2 separate regions of the Macaca mulatta genome follow, and region 1 is linked to region 2. The links are chromatin contacts, called in public Hi-C maps. All regions are on one chromosome and are shown on one strand. Each heading gives the region's core, a stretch centred on a gene start, on an enhancer-like site or on the middle of the called end of the contact. The rest is flanking DNA. Distances are from core to core; before and after follow the strand shown.

Region 1 (2,700 bases), core at 119-2,618, 120 kb before region 2:
ATGATACCAAGCCTACTGACAAAAAGCACCTTTTTTCTTATGAAACTGACATGACTTCTAGAATCTTCCAATAAGTAGGAATTAGAACTCATTCAGTTAATTCAATAGATATATTAACACCTACTTGATGCCAGACACTTTACTTGGCAGTGAGGATACAGCAGTGAACAGAAGGAAGGAAAACCTCTGTACTCGTGGAGTATATTTTAGGGGGGAAGATAGATGATAACGAGATGAAATGTATAGTATGTTAATCAGTGATAACCACTCAGGAGAAAAATAAGGTGAGGAAGGGAAATGGGAAGTACCATGGTAGGGGTGGTGGTACAGTTTTAAGGAAGTTGGTCTGAGAAAATGTCCTAGGGAGACTGATTTCTGGGTTAAGACCTGGAGTGAGTGATGGGAAAGCAATGCAGATACCTGGCGGAGGGGGGGCCTCTGGATATTCTGTTGACTATAAAATGCACAGGATATGAGCAAAGGCAGAGAGACCAGGTAGGAAGCCATGGCAATGACTTAGGACAGAGACAATAGTGTCCTGGACCAGGGCAGGAAATGTGGAGGTAGCCAAAGTGGGTGGGTTGTGGATAGATTTTCAAGGCAAAAAGAAGGATTTGATAATATGATGGAGGTGAGGGGTAACAAAAGAGAGACATCACAGATGACCCTCTGGTTTGGCCTGAGCACCTTCACAAATGGAATTGTCATTTCTGAGACAAGGATGACGCTGAGAATGGTTCGTGTCAAATAAGTCCTAGATAATACTGTAAGAGCATTATATCTTTATTTTAAAGGTGAGGATTAACACACATAGAGTAAAATGCATTAAAGTGTACTCATTCAAAATTATAGCTTTGCAGGAACACTGTATCTTAAACATCTTTTATTCATCATCGGAATTTGGGGGAAATATTTTTTCTTTGTTTCTTTAATAATTTACATCTTAAATCCTTTATCATTTTTAGCTGTTCTGAGAAACAAGGCACATGTCTCTCTGCTACAGATTGAAACATAAAATAATTTCTTCCACAAGTATCTTTTAGCCCTATTATACATACTCATAATATCCTGGCCCTATAGGGAGAATAAAGTATAATCTTTGCCCTCAGGGACCATATTATTTAGTTGAACATAAATAAATAATGTGAAAACTGCAGAATAATAACAAATTCAAACCCACTGGCTGACAGTTTTTCATTTCTTGACCTCATGAATGTGTATGTCACCTCCTTCTCTGGAATATCCATCACAAAATGACAGTGTTTTGGTTCTGTGATCTGAAAGATGACTTACTGAAAAGAGCATGTGAAGAAAATGTGTTATATCATTCCTGATGAGTAAGAAAGCCAACTGAGGCTTTGAAGCATGCCTCACATAAAGGGCTTTGATGTGGTATAATTTTGGGTTTCACTGGTACCTGAGTAAACCCATGTAGATGATGACATCTCATGAAAAACACATGCTTCTTAGTCAATTTACTAGTGAAATAGTGTTGAGGGAATCCAGCCTATAGGCAGTCCTCATGCTCAGCAGAAAAATGTTCTGACAATTAAAACAATTTTAATTTGAATCTTATTTTCTCATAGCAAAAGTGATGTGACAGAAAATTTTGATTCTAACTGGGGATCTGATGCCCAACATTTTATAGAAATTACCGTAAACATTGTACTTAATTACATTTATTTTCAAGTGTAAGTGGCATGCTATTTAGTGTAGAACTTAGATAGTATTTAAAAACTCAATGGCATTTTATTTATGCTAATCCTATCTCATACTATACCAGAGGCTGCTTTTGTTTTCATGCATTCTACTTAAGTTTTACTAAAGCAAACCAGAGCAACTCTCATGGCACTTAACAGAATTCAAAAGAACTTTGTTCAGATTTTTACCATCTTCTTTGAAAGAAACTTTGGACTGGTTGATAAATTTTTTGAAACGGATTCAAGAATAATTTTCTTTCTGCTGGGCACAGTGGCTCACACCTGTAATCCGAGCGCTTTGGGAGGCCAAGGTGAGAGAATCACGAGGTCAGGAGTTCAAAAAATACAAAAATTAGCCAGGCGTGGTGGCATGTGCCTGTAATCGAGCTACTCAGGAGGCTGAGGCAGGAGAATTGCTTGAACCCAGGAGGCGGAGGTTGCAGTGAGCCGAGATCGTGCCACTCTACCTCAGCCCGGGTGACAGAGCAAGACTCCATCTTAACAAAAAAAAAAAAGAATAATTTTCTTTCTGTCATTTCTCTGATATTTTGTTGAAAAGACTTTTTCCTCTAAACTACATAAACTAATGTGATTTTTTATGAACAGTAACTCTCTTAGCAATGGCAGAAAACTGTGCCATCATAGACAGCTACAGTTGCAGTCAGCTAGGTACCAATTACATTGCCCATCTGCTTCATAATTGTTATTTACGTTTCTTGGCAGAGATATTTCATGCTTCTCCTTTGCCTTTGATTTATTTGCATTGGTTTTTTTCACCTGTAGATCACACTTTAGATCTCCAACACTCTATCTATCTATCTATCTATCTATCTATCTATCTATCTATCTATCTATCTATCTATCCATCCTTATTTTTTGAGGCGGAGTTTTACTCGTCACCCAGGTTGGAGTGCAGTGGCGCAATCTCAGCTCACTGCAACCGCCGCCTCCTGAGTTCAAGTGATTCTTTTGCCTCAGCATCCCGAGTAGCTGGGATTAT
Region 2 (2,700 bases), core at 23-2,522:
GGTGGTGTTCTGTTCTGTTCTAACTCATGGAAATAATTTTTGTTTCATGAACAAAAGAATTCATGCATTCATCCTTATATGTTTTTTTTCCTCAGAATAATCAGTTGCAGTTTTATTGTTCTGCAGTAACACCTTAGAACTTCCCATCTGTTTTTGATATTTTCTGAATTTTATCATTTTGATATAGTTTGAGAAGTTTGATAAACTAGGAAACTGATTATCACTTCACCTTTCATAATCATTTAGGGGACATTCTCCTGTAGTCCTTGTTTTAGAAATATACGCTGACATGAGTGGGTGTAAAAGGGCATAATGTCTGCAGCTTACCCTCAGATCGTTCAGAAAACATGCTGCAGAGAGAGTGATCAAGCAAATGGGGTGAATGTCAGCCATTGGTAAATCTGAGTGAGGGTATTCAGGACTCCTTTTTACTATGCTTATATTTTTTTTTCTGTAAGTTTGAGATAATGTCAAAGTTAAAATTTTGAAAAAGAAATTCTTATACTCCTCCCCAGACCTACTGTATGAGAATTACAAATGGGACCTGAGAAACTTATTGTTATCCTTAGATCCATTCTGATTACCGATCAGCAAGGTTGGGAACACACTGCGTGAGAATACACTCATTCTACTCATAAAGTTGTCTTCATAGAGCATCTGAAATTGCCAGTTGCATTTTTGAGTCTAATTTTGAAGCCAAGGGCAGAAGAGACCCCTCAAAGATGCGTTTGTGGTTACTTTGCATAAGTCCTCCTCATAAGTCTTCTGGCTCACCCCCAATTTTGTGCCACATCTCAGATATAGGGAGACCAGCAAACAGGGTAATGTCAGCTCCCACACTGGGTCCTCTGCTTATGGGGTGCAGCCCAGTGGGAACACAGAGTGGAGCACATCAGTCCTACCTGTGGCGGACTACGGAGGCTTCATGAAGATGTGGCAAATGCACTGTGCCTTCAGTAATAGAAATGCATGGGTCTGTGCAAAGCCAAAGAACTCTCAAACAGCAGGACCCTGAAACTAGAAACCTGCTACTGTTCAGTGTGCTGGGCACAGAGGTTGAGAGTGAGAGCCAAGAGAGGCATCTGTGATTTTCCCAGAGCTGCCTGCACAGCCTGCACAGTGGCTCTGCACTAAGGTTCCCGGCCAGAAGGGCAGTGGGGAAGGAGCAGGGGAGGGAGCTGTAGAGAAGTGGGAGAGGAGACCCAGGGGTGGTGGGCTCAAGGTCCAGTCCAGGTGTGTCAGGTTGGTGGCTGGACGATTGGGTGTCTCCCACACTCTCCCAGGGACCGCACATTCCTCAGCACATTTTAAATAGCATAGGTGGGGTTTGTGTGAGACCCTGCTTCCCTAAGAATGAAGGACTTTCCCTGGAGGCCAGGACTTTAAAAACTGTTGGCAGAGTTCCTTTCTTGCGTGTGACTGTTGGTGATGCACATTTGTACCTGATGAAGGTTTTGTTTGGAAAGAGTCGTCTCTCATTGAATCAAGGCCATTAGGCTCTGACTCACCCCGCTGTTTTGTTTTGTTTTGTTTTGTTCCATTTCCGTCTAGTACGTGCTTTCCTCTGTGGTCAGCCATCACTTCCTCCCAGCCCGGAACACGCATGGGAGTGACTGGCTTTTCCGAGGACACTGAGGAAGTGTTGATACTGATACCAGTTCCTTTTTGAAAATAAGAATGGTAGTTTTTATCCTTGAGCTTATTGTGTTAAGTCATTGTGGATGTTTTAATCTTCCTTTCCATTGGTTTTCATGCCCTTTTAATCAGGCTTACATAAGTAAGAACATTTATCCATGTGCTTTGCTACATACTTATCTGGAATGCTTGGTTCAAAGGGCAATAAAATAAACACAACCCAGTACAGTTGCATGATTATTTATTTGGTGCAAGCTTGTTTGTTTGACTTCTCTGAAATGACTTATGGAAATATTGGTTTGCTTTCTTCTTCTAGATCCATCCAAGTTAACTGTGAATCAGCTGTGGGCTTTGCTAGGTGACACAGAATTACCCACTGAAAGCTGACCATGAGCTCCTGAAACATTTATTTGATGTGCTTTTAACAAAATGGCTTGCAGGTCTTTCAGGGTAACAGGCTCAAATCATCTATATTTTATAACTTTTACCAAGGGATTTCCTGTTAGCAAACAGCTTATCTCTTGTGTTCTCTGCTGTTCTTGGCTTCATATAAGAAAGCACTAGTAATGTTAGAGGAAGGACTAAATATTTGAAGGCATATTTGCTTCAACACCTGTTGAGTGGATCAGCTCATGTTTCTGAAAAGCAAAGCAAGGAGGTAGAGTTCTAACACACTCTAGATTTCACAACGTTTGTTCATTTGTCTGCAGCCATATGGTTTAGGCAGGATCATGCTGGCCAGCAGTTTAACCTAAACTGTGACTGTGATCTCCCTTCCAAAGAGTACCAGTCACATGGGCTAGATGCCATCTTTATAGAACTTTCCAGCTTCTGAAAAGGTTTGTGTGAAGGAAACAGAAGGAAGCCATTGCTGCTCTCAGTGTACAGTACAGCTATATCTTTAGACTTAGAAGCAGTGAATAGAAACGGGGAATTGGCATGTAGGTAGTATTTGGGACTAGCTTCTTTCCATAGTGACTTTTTGAAATGTGTTTTACTACTTCTCTTAGTATGTTGCATACTCTTCTGAATGTGCTGTGTAGATTGAACCATAATATTTTAGGT

Evidence for each region. A called contact is a pair of places that touch in the nucleus more often than the background predicts.
Region 1: a Hi-C map of CD4 T cells shows a contact between it and region 2, with 4 times the contacts expected there. The contact joins two enhancer-like sites. A contact is called at or near these places in 2 of 14 Hi-C or Micro-C datasets (CD4 T cells and liver).

Annotation. Positions count from the first base shown.
Region 1 is chr2:106,843,064-106,845,763 of T2T-MMU8v2.0, reverse strand. The region is part of intron 11 of ANO10 (anoctamin 10); the gene reads left to right. Among named protein-coding and RNA genes, the nearest start is that of ANO10, 98 kb to the left of the region's middle. Within about 2 kb of position 1,368, at least 5 of the 40 cell types and tissues checked have an H3K27ac peak or open chromatin away from gene starts, as enhancers often do. A contact at or near this core is called in CD4 T cells, where this site is marked.
Region 2 is chr2:106,726,398-106,729,097 of T2T-MMU8v2.0, reverse strand. All of the region lies in intron 12 of ANO10 (anoctamin 10), which reads left to right. Among named protein-coding and RNA genes, the nearest start is that of SNRK, 100 kb to the right of the region's middle. Within about 2 kb of position 1,272, at least 19 of the 40 cell types and tissues checked have an H3K27ac peak or open chromatin away from gene starts, as enhancers often do. A contact at or near this core is called in CD4 T cells, where this site is marked.